Linked DNA regions of Triticum aestivum: region 2 is linked to region 1. A link is a contact called in public Hi-C data. All regions are on one chromosome and are shown on one strand. Each heading gives the region's core, a stretch centred on a gene start, on an enhancer-like site or on the middle of the called end of the contact. The rest is flanking DNA. Distances are from core to core; before and after follow the strand shown. Region 1 holds the start of LOC123072025. Region 2 holds the start of LOC123072029 (exocyst complex component EXO70B1).

The links. Hi-C and Micro-C count contacts between places; a contact is called where the count stands out from the background.
Region 2: a contact with region 1 is called in a Hi-C map of leaf, with 3 times the contacts expected there. The contact joins the promoter of LOC123072029 here to the promoter of LOC123072025 in region 1. A contact is called at or near these places in 2 of 5 Hi-C or Micro-C datasets (both in leaf).

The regions. Positions count from the first base shown.
Region 1 is chr3B:725,270,411-725,275,066 of IWGSC CS RefSeq v2.1, forward strand. LOC123072025 reads right to left here and starts at 2,197. Exons shown (of 1, transcript XM_044495588.1): 1 at 1,393-2,197. The coding sequence starts at 2,197. The coding sequence ends at 1,622. LOC123072027 (a long non-coding RNA gene) reads right to left here. Exons shown (of 3, transcript XR_006434800.1): 1 at 4,636-4,656; 2 at 3,409-3,820; 3 at 3,245-3,308.
Region 2 is chr3B:725,471,677-725,476,428 of IWGSC CS RefSeq v2.1, forward strand. LOC123072029 (exocyst complex component EXO70B1) reads left to right here and starts at 1,264. Exons shown (of 2, transcript XM_044495590.1): 1 at 1,264-3,470. The coding sequence starts at 1,446. The coding sequence ends at 3,449.

The DNA.
Region 1 (4,656 bases), core at 947-3,446:
TCAGGGCACACCGGATGGGCAAGACGGCGGGTTGGCATAGACCCTGGTTGCCCAGGGGGCACCGGACATCGCCCAGGTTGGACCAACACTCGTAGGAGCACTGGCCCGGGGGGTAAAAATAAAGATGACCCTTGAGTCTGCAGAACTCAAGGGAAAAAGCCTTAGGTGGCAAATGTTAAAACCAAGGTTGGGCCTTGCTGGAGGATTTTATTCAAAGCGAACTGTCAAGGGGGACCCAGAAATCACCCAACCGCGTAAGGAACGCAAAATCAAGGAACATAACACCGGTATGACGGAAACTAGGGCGGCAAGAGTGGAACAAAACACCAGGCATAAGGCCGAGCCTTCCACCCTTTACCAAGTATATAGATGCATTAATTAAATAAGAGATATTGTGATATCCCAAAATAATCCTGTCCATCATGGAGCAATTTTCAACTTCACCTGCAACTAACAACGCTATAAGAAGGGCTGAGCAAAGCGGTAACATAGCCAAGCAATGGTTTGCTAGGAAGGGTGAAAAGGTTAGAGGCTGGCATGGCAATATGGGAGGCATGGTAAACAAGTGATAGGTAGCGCAGCATAGCGATAGAACGAAGCAACTAGCAAGCAAAGATAGAAGTGATATCGAGGGTAATGGTCATCTTGCCTGAGATCCCGCAAGGAAGAAGAACGAGTCCAAGAAGAAGACGAACCCACGTAGTCGAACGAATCCTCACAACTCCGGAACAAAAACGAAGCTACCGAGAGAAGCAAACTGGAAAGAAGCAAACAACAGGGTAAACAACCATCACATAATCATGGCATGATGCACAACCAAGTATGATGCATGTCCGGTTTAATGAGGCATGGCATGTCAAAGTGCAACAAACAATACTACAAATTAAGTGGAGCTCAATATGCAACGAGTTGCATATTGACGGAACACCACAACAATTATTTAGTTCACTCTTGTTTAGATACTCATCAATATTAAATTTTGTTAAACATGGCAAGAGGTGAAGCATAATAAAACTACCTATTTAGGCAAGTTTAAATGAGGCCGGAACAACGAACAACAATTCCAAAAAATCCTCATGTCTGTATTTTAGATTTGATACTGTTCTGCCTAAAACCATATTTTATTGTTGTTAAACAGGAAAATAAAGTGCACCATCTTAAACTAGGCATTTTTCCACCCCATTTACATATAAAGTTTATTTAAAATGGAGCTAAGGTTAATTAGTTATAAAATAAATCATTTTAACATGGCATTATGCAAAATTAAAAAAACAACAAGTTTAAACATATTTAACATGGATGAGAGTTGCAAATTATTAATCTACACAAAATTCTAAGCATTTTACATGTTTAAATCATTTTAATCCGATGCACGGTCAATGAGTTATTATATGCATGAATAAACAGGGTTTTTCTGCAAAACTGTAATACACTGGATAATTAGACAAATTCGTCGGACTGGTAAAAAAACCTAAACAGGCCGAAACTGACTGGAGCAGGCCCAACAGAAGGAAAAAAAGGGAGGCGCTGGGGCCTCAACCATGGGCTTCGTCCCGGCTGGTGGAGAGGCCTGGCAGGCCGGTAGATCTGGATGCGGATGCTGGGCCTTGGAGCGATCGAATCAGGAGGTGGAGTGGGCGCGGTCAACGCGAGCGCTCTCTGTCGCTCGATCCGACAACGGCGCGAGCAGAGGCTTGAGCAGGCGAGCTCTTGCTCGATGCAAAGGAAGCAGAGGCCGCGGCAGCAGCGCTCGAACTGGAGCAGGGGAAGCAGAGGCGCGGTCAACGGGCGGACGAGCAGGCGCCCGCTGGATGCGTCGTCCTCCTCGCGCATCGGAAGAAGAGGAGGCCAGCGGTGTCCTGGACGGCGAGGCAGCAGCTTGGCGCAGAACTTGACGGGGCGACGAAGGTGTAGGGAGGCGGCGAAGGGCACGGGACTGGCCGATCTCGTCCCGTTCCAAGGGAGCAGAGGCGGAGCACGGGGGCGGCGGCGTGCCTGGCAGCGGGGTTCGGCTCCTGCGGGAGTGACGGGAAAAAAAGGTGAGGAAGAGGAAGGAAAGAAGGAGCGAGAGGTGTGGCGGAACACGCCTGGTCCTGGTCGCCGGTGGCTTGCCGGAGATGCGCCCGTGGCACGGGATCCTGGTGCTCCGGTGGCTTGCGGCCGCCGGAGGCGTGGAGACGAGCAGAGGCGGGTGGAGACGGTTGCCTCGATCCAGATCGGATCGAGCGCTGCGGGAGGCTCTCTGGGCCGTCGGATCTGAGATCTGGCGGTCCAGATCGGGTGGGGTTTGGCTGGTGGATCTGGCCAAGTGGAGGTAGGGGATTGGGTGCGTGCGGATTGCGAGGAGAGAGGTGGCGGCTGCGGGATTGGAGGGAGTTGGTCTGCCTAGGGTTTAGGTTAACTAGAAATGGAATGGGGGAGGCGGAAAATGCGAATGGAGGCCGAGCATCAGGTAGGCCGGTATCCTGGCCATTCACGTGCGCTAGGGATGTGTGCCCTCTCGGTATTTCTGGTTCATGCTCCCTCGTATCGCTGCACCATCGCGTGTATTGTGGGCAGGCCAGCTAGCACGTGTAGGTACAGAATCTAGGCATTTAAGTAGTTGTTCTCAGGTCCATTCGACTCCACATCCTCTCCATAGTACATCTCCCACGGGCACAGTCAAAGGAATCCCGGCAGGCACGGCCGACCACCAGCTCGGTTATTGCACACGTGGCTTAACTATGTCCAACAGACACGGATCTAGTAATAATTACTCCCTCTGTAAATAATATAAGAGCGTTTAGAATACTAAAGTAGTGATCTAAACGCTCTTATATTAGTTTACGGAGGGAGTAATAAATAACCAAATCACTAGGCCGCCTAAACAGCAGCTCACTAAGATGATGTCGATTTTGAGGCTGTAAAACTAATTTACAGGATCAGGGGCAAATGCCAAGTTGCGCATAACAATAATGACCGAGTCAGGAGCACTGAATTTTGTCTAACCACCGGCAAGCTGAAAGTCTTAACAACCTTATTAAGATTTTTGTGAATGTTGCATAAATTAGTGGGTAAACAGACCTGACCCTGCAAGATAGTAGCTGAAAAACTATTACCATGTTAATAAAAATGATTTGTACATTTAATGCATCAACATTAACACACAAATCTTCTGATCGTCCCACATGCCATTTGCACTGGTGCATGTCTGAACTTAACTAGGATTGGTAGGAGCAATCAACAGATTATCACACACAGGGTAGACAAATTTCCAACATACTCTGTTATGCCTAATCATTTGCATTCGTAGGAGCAATCAATAGAACCTAATCATTTGCATTTTTTAACAACAGAAAAAAGCACCATTAGCCATGAAAACATCATCAACCAACTAAATCAAGAAGTAAAAGCTGAAGAATTCCTCACCTGATGAGGAAACTAGTTATATCAAGATCGATCAAGATGCTTATTTGTCTCAGTGATAAAGAAACACACAATCTGAAGGCACCAGATGCATATTTGCTTAAAGATATTGCATTTTTGCAATTTTTGTGATGGGCCACGTGCTTGCTCCCACTGCCAGGCATGACTACAGTACACATATTCTTGGAAGCACTAAAACAACATAGGCAAAATGAAAGAATCGAACTAGGGAGGTTATGTGTGGAAGCATCTGTTCCAAGCTGTCATAAAGTTCAAGGGTGATGTTTCCAAGGAACCCAACTATGCATATTGTTGGATGGCATCTTTTTCTCTGGGGGCAGAACTGCACATTTTTTCAACCATTTGTCGCATTTTGTCATCTTGCATTCTTAGTTGAACTGAACCTAAGACAAATCTGCGGAATTTGAAGGGAATATGGATTAGAAAGAGTTGGCAAAAAAACACAGAAGATATATGTTAAAAATGTCTAACAAAAATTTCTGATGCTAGGCATAACAAAGATGTTAACAACCGCCAATTCTGCACATTGGGGAAGGGCACTTGTATCTATCCATGGCACATGTGAGTTGGCAAGAAGGCAATACTACAAGATTGCAGAAATAGGAAAATGCTTCAGATTAAACACCTTCTACTTCAGGGTTGAGATCACAGACCATATCAGCATGGTGCTGATCAGGAACCACAAATGCATCATCATTGTTTTCTGCACATCTAACCCAGGCCATAGATGCTATCCATCAGAAACCAAGCAAAGGAGCAACTTAGGTTTTTTCTTTACATGAGAATGGGCAGTGCAAAAAGTTGGGACTGTATGAATTAGCACCGCAAAGAACACATGTTGGCAAAATTAAGCCGATGTGGCACATACGCATGGGTAAGGATAACATTTTTCTCTCATGATTATCCGTCACATATATTGTCTAAAAACATCACAGTAAATTCGGATCTAGGCAGCAACAGGATGAGGAGAGACCTATCCAGTTCAAACGAAGGGGATTACAAGCAAACAAAAGGAAATCACATCTGTACAAAAGTACAAGCATCAGAGAGCACTCTATTCTAGATTATCAACACAAATGGTATACATCTGGATCGAGCCATGCAGCCAAATCAGCCGTACCAAAGGAATATAAGGAACAAACTTGAAATTGCCAAGAAACGTGCAAATCTAGAACAGATGAAACCCATCTAAGATAAAAGCTTAAGTACATGAGGTGTGATCCAGCCTCG
Region 2 (4,752 bases), core at 14-2,513, 200 kb after region 1:
ATTATGTTATGCCCTAACCCTAACCGAATCGGCCTCACTGAGTTGCATGTCAGTCCCACCGAAAATCACTAACGGTCACTAGGTTTACTAAATTGGTCCGACCGAGTCTGTTGAATCGGTCCCACCGAGTTTGATAAATTGTGTGTAACGGTTAGATTTTGTGTGGAGGCTATATATACCCCTCCACCTCCTCTTCATTCGTGGAGAGAGCCATCAGACTAAACCTACACTTCCAACTTACCATTTCTGAGAAAGAACCACCTACACTCCCAACCAACACCTCCAACCTAGCTGAAGAACAGCAGCCACTCCGCACCTCCAGCAAGGGCCAAGACCGCCCACGACGGCCGTCACCCGCTCCAAGGGACGGCCTTGCGACGTCCCCAACACCAAGGGCCCGGTACGGACCCGAACAGGCTCAGATCTGACCCGCCTAGCCGCGGGCAGCACCCACGCCAGCGCCACCGCGAGAGCGCCGTCGCTCGCCACACAGATCGTAGGTGACCGGCGCTCGCTGCTCGCCAGGAACGCCCTCCTAGCCGAGCCATCACAACGCCGCCACCAAACCTGGCCGGTAGCTCACGCCGTCGCCTCCATCATGCCGTCGCGCCCGTTCGCCACCAACACACCGCTGCCCATCTTTGCCAGGACCACCTCGCCGGAGCTGCGCCGGGGAGAAGCCCCGCGGCCGCCGGCGCTGCCAGGGCTTTGCCCCGCAGTGGTCCACGGCGGCGGTGAGGGAGGGAGGCGAGGAAGGGGGCCGGCGGCGGGGATGTTGGGTTCCCCCCGTGTCGCCTCAGAGAGGGACGCGGGGGTCGGGCGGTAGGGGGAATTTTGATTTGAGACTCGGAAATACTACTTGCGGTGTGCTTAGTTCTCATCTGAAGTATATATTGCTAAATGCTAATCAGACATGTATTTTTTGACCAATATGGGTAATATAACTATATAAGTAAAATTGCCTGGTGGCTACAAGTTTATGGTTTGCTGAAGTTGCTTCAGTTTTTTTTGTCCTTGGCCCCCCCATTGATTCTTGTCAAGCTCCGCCACTGGCGTCTCGTGTCTGTACCGTGTTTGGAGAAAAATATCAGAAGAGACGATACAAAGTCGAGTGCATGGACGGCACAAAAGTGAGCTAGTGTATGGTCGCCGGAACGAATCCGATCCCGGTCCGATCCGTACGATAAAGCCTGTGATCAAAGCAGGAAAAGATCGTCAGTCCAACCTTTTTTAGCCCAGACAGACATCTAAACCACCCGACGACGACTCGCTCAAACCCAAACCCAAGGCCAGCTCAGCAAATCAGCGACTCGGCTCCCTCCCCCTTCCTCCTCTCCCCTCCCCCCTTCCGCCTCCGCGACTCCCCGCCCCCTTTCACACCGCCCTCATCGCCCTCCTCCGATCCAAGAGCGCAGGCGAGCGGCGCGGCGCGGCGCGGGGACGGGATGGCGGCGGCGCCGCCCGACGGGCAGGAGAAGGTGATCGCGGCGGCGCAGCAGATCGTCAAGTCGCTCGCCAACTCTAAGAACGCCGCGGACGACATGATCCGCATCCTCTCCGGCTTCGACAACCGCTTCTCCCTCATGTCCGACCTCTTCCCGGACGCCGGCGCCCCCGACGCCGCGGCCGGCTCCGAGCTGCCGGAGGGGGAAGAGGAGGAGGAGGGGGAGTACGGGCGGGAGCGGGGGCCGCCCGGCCCCGGCTTCGGCGGCGACGACGACGACCTGGAGGACGAGAGAGACGCGGCGGTGGAGGAAGCGCTGCGGCTGGTGGAGCAGTGGGACTCCCCCGCGGCCGGGGACCGGCTGGTGTTCGAGTCGCCCGAGGACGCCGAGGAGTACCTCGCCGCGGCCGCCTGCCTCATGGGCGAGGCCGGCCCGCGCGTCGAGGCCGCGCTGCAGGTCGCCATGGCGCGCCTCGAGGAGGAGTTCCGCCAGCTGCTCATCCGCGGGACCGCGTCGCTCGCCGCCGAGGACCTGCACGCGTCCCTCCTCCGCCGCCTCTCGCTCACGGTGCCCACCTTCCACTCCGCCTCCTCCGTCGACCTCGACTGCCCCTCCTTCGCCAGCCACGCCGACGAGGGCGACGAGTCCTCCGGCGCGGGCAGGTGGAGCTCCGCCTCCGATGGCGAGATCTCGCCCTACCTCATTTCCCCCGACACCGTCAGCACCCTCAAGGACATCGCGGACGTCATGCTGCGCGCTGGCTATGGGCCGGAGCTCTGCCAGGTCTACAGCGAGGTGCGCCGGGACACGCTCATGGAGTGCCTCGCCGTGCTTGGGGTCGACAAGATGAGCCTGGAAGAGGTGCAGCGCGTGGAGTGGGGCGTCCTCGATGGCAAGATGAAGAAGTGGATCCAGGCTCTCAGGGTCGTCGTCCAGGGCCTTCTCGCCGAGGAGCGCCGCATCTGTGGCCAGATCCTTGCGGCCGACGCAGATGCCGAGGAGGAGTGCTTTACTGAGGCGGCCAAGGGGTGTGTCCTGCAGCTGCTCAACTTCGGTGATGCCATTGCGATTGGCAAGAGATCGTCCGAGAAGCTGTTCCGCATTCTTGGTATGTACGAGGCGCTAGCTGAGTTGCTGCCAGAGCTCGAGGCCTTGTTCTCAGGGGATGCAAGGGATTTCATCAAGGAAGAGGCAGAGGGGATACTTGTCAGGCTAGGGGATGCGGTGCGTGGCACGGTCGCTGAGTTTGCCAATGCGATACGTGGGGAGACTTCTCGCAGATCACTGCCAGGGGGCGAGATCCACCCGCTTACGCGTTATGTCATGAATTATGTGCGACTGCTTGCAGATTACAGCCGCTGGCTGAATCATCTTCTTGATGGTTGCGAGACTGAGCTGGAAAATGGGGGTGACAATGCGGATATGACTCCACTGGGTCACTGTCTGCTCATACTGATCACACATCTATTGGACAAGATTGAGGATAAAGCGAAGCTGTATGATGATGAGGCACTGCAGAACATATTTTTGATGAACAATCTGTGGTATGTTGTGCAGAAGATCAAGGATTCAGAGCTAAAGAGTTTGCTTGGGGATAACTGGATCCGTAAGCGCCGTGGTCAGATAAGGAGGTACTCTACAGGGTACCTCCGATCCTCATGGACCAGGGTATTAGCTTGCCTGAGGGATGATGGGTTGCCACAGACAACAGGTTCATCGAGTGCACTCAAGGCTGCCCTGAAGGAAAGGTTCAAGAGCTTCAACTTGGCTTACGAGGAGTTATACAGGACACAGACAGCATGGAAGGTTGTGGATCCTCAGTTAAGAGAAGAGTTGAAGATTTCCATCTCAGAGAAGGTCCTTCCAGCATACCGTTCGTTTGTTGGAAGGTTCCGAGGGCAGCTGGAGGGGGGAAGGAATTTCGCAAAGTATATAAAGTACAACCCTGAGGATGTGGAGAACCAGGTCTCAGATTTCTTTGAAGGGAAAAAATTGAATGCTTGATCAAACTGTCTATGTTTGAAGGTGAGTGCTAAAGTGCTATAACTTTCAGATTGTGCTTCCATAGATTGTTCATATCGGTTTATAGAAGGCTGTGCAGTCAGGTTTTTCTTTTTAGCAGCTGCATAATTAGATTTGCAGGATCATAATGGTACCTTCTACCTTGCAATTCAATTGAGCATTTAGTATGACATATGCTAAAAATTAGTAAGTTTACCTAACTACTGAGATACTACATAGATTGCACCCCTATTTTATCCTGCGATTGTAAAAATACATCACAAATATACTCCCTCCGCACGGGTTTATTGGGCCCCCTCGTATTTAGGCTCAAACTTTCACTATAAATTTGACTAATAAAATATAAACTATATGTCCCAAAACACTATACCGTTGGAATCCTCTTTCAAATAAAATCAGCATAAAACCATTGTTAGTCTAGATGGTCAAAGTTTGACCAAATACGAGTGGCCCCAATAAACCCGGATAGAGGAAGTACATTGTTCCATTGATTTTGTAGTTTATCGAGCAATGTTCATGATAAATTCGTGAGTAACTTATCGTGTTTGTATCTAATAGAGTAACAAAATTTGATTTCTCATCTGATCATGGTTTGTTATTCTTCTCGGTGCAACTTTAAGTTGTAGGACTGTACTCTTTCCTACATTTCTTAATAATTGAAGAATAAGGCTCTTAGAGCATCTCCAACTGGACTGGGCTAATTTGGGACCCTATACATCCGCGAAAGCGTCCGGACAGTGTCCGCTGCCAGTGCACGCCAGCTAGGGGTGGGCATAGAAACTCAGGAACCGAATACCGAACCGAAATCGTAACCGAAAAGACTGAAATTGTGGTTTTTATCCCTAGTACAGATAAATTCGGTTTTCACTTCCACTAAGGAATTAGATAAGGTTGGTTCGGTGTTACATCGGTTAAGCCGATAGAAACCGACCTGTATGGCAGGGTGTTATATTCGAGTGGAATGGATCACGCTCCTAGCCTCCTAGTCCTAGGAACGTAGACACCCGTGACTCCCACATGGCCATTGACGCCAAGACATTTTTATCACTTTGCTGATGCTAAGTTTTTTTGTTTGAGCGGCTTCATGGACGCTAAGTAGGCCTGGCATCCAGCAGCCAGTTAGGATACTAGTCGGCCTGCAGCCAGGTTCCCTGGACGCCACGCCCGTGGGCCTGCATGCAAGCCCCAAGCCCAACATACGTATTTCTTCTATTGTTTGAACCATTTAGCTTTTAGCGTCAGATGACAACAGTAGTCCAATTGACTTAATCCCACCTCGTGTGGG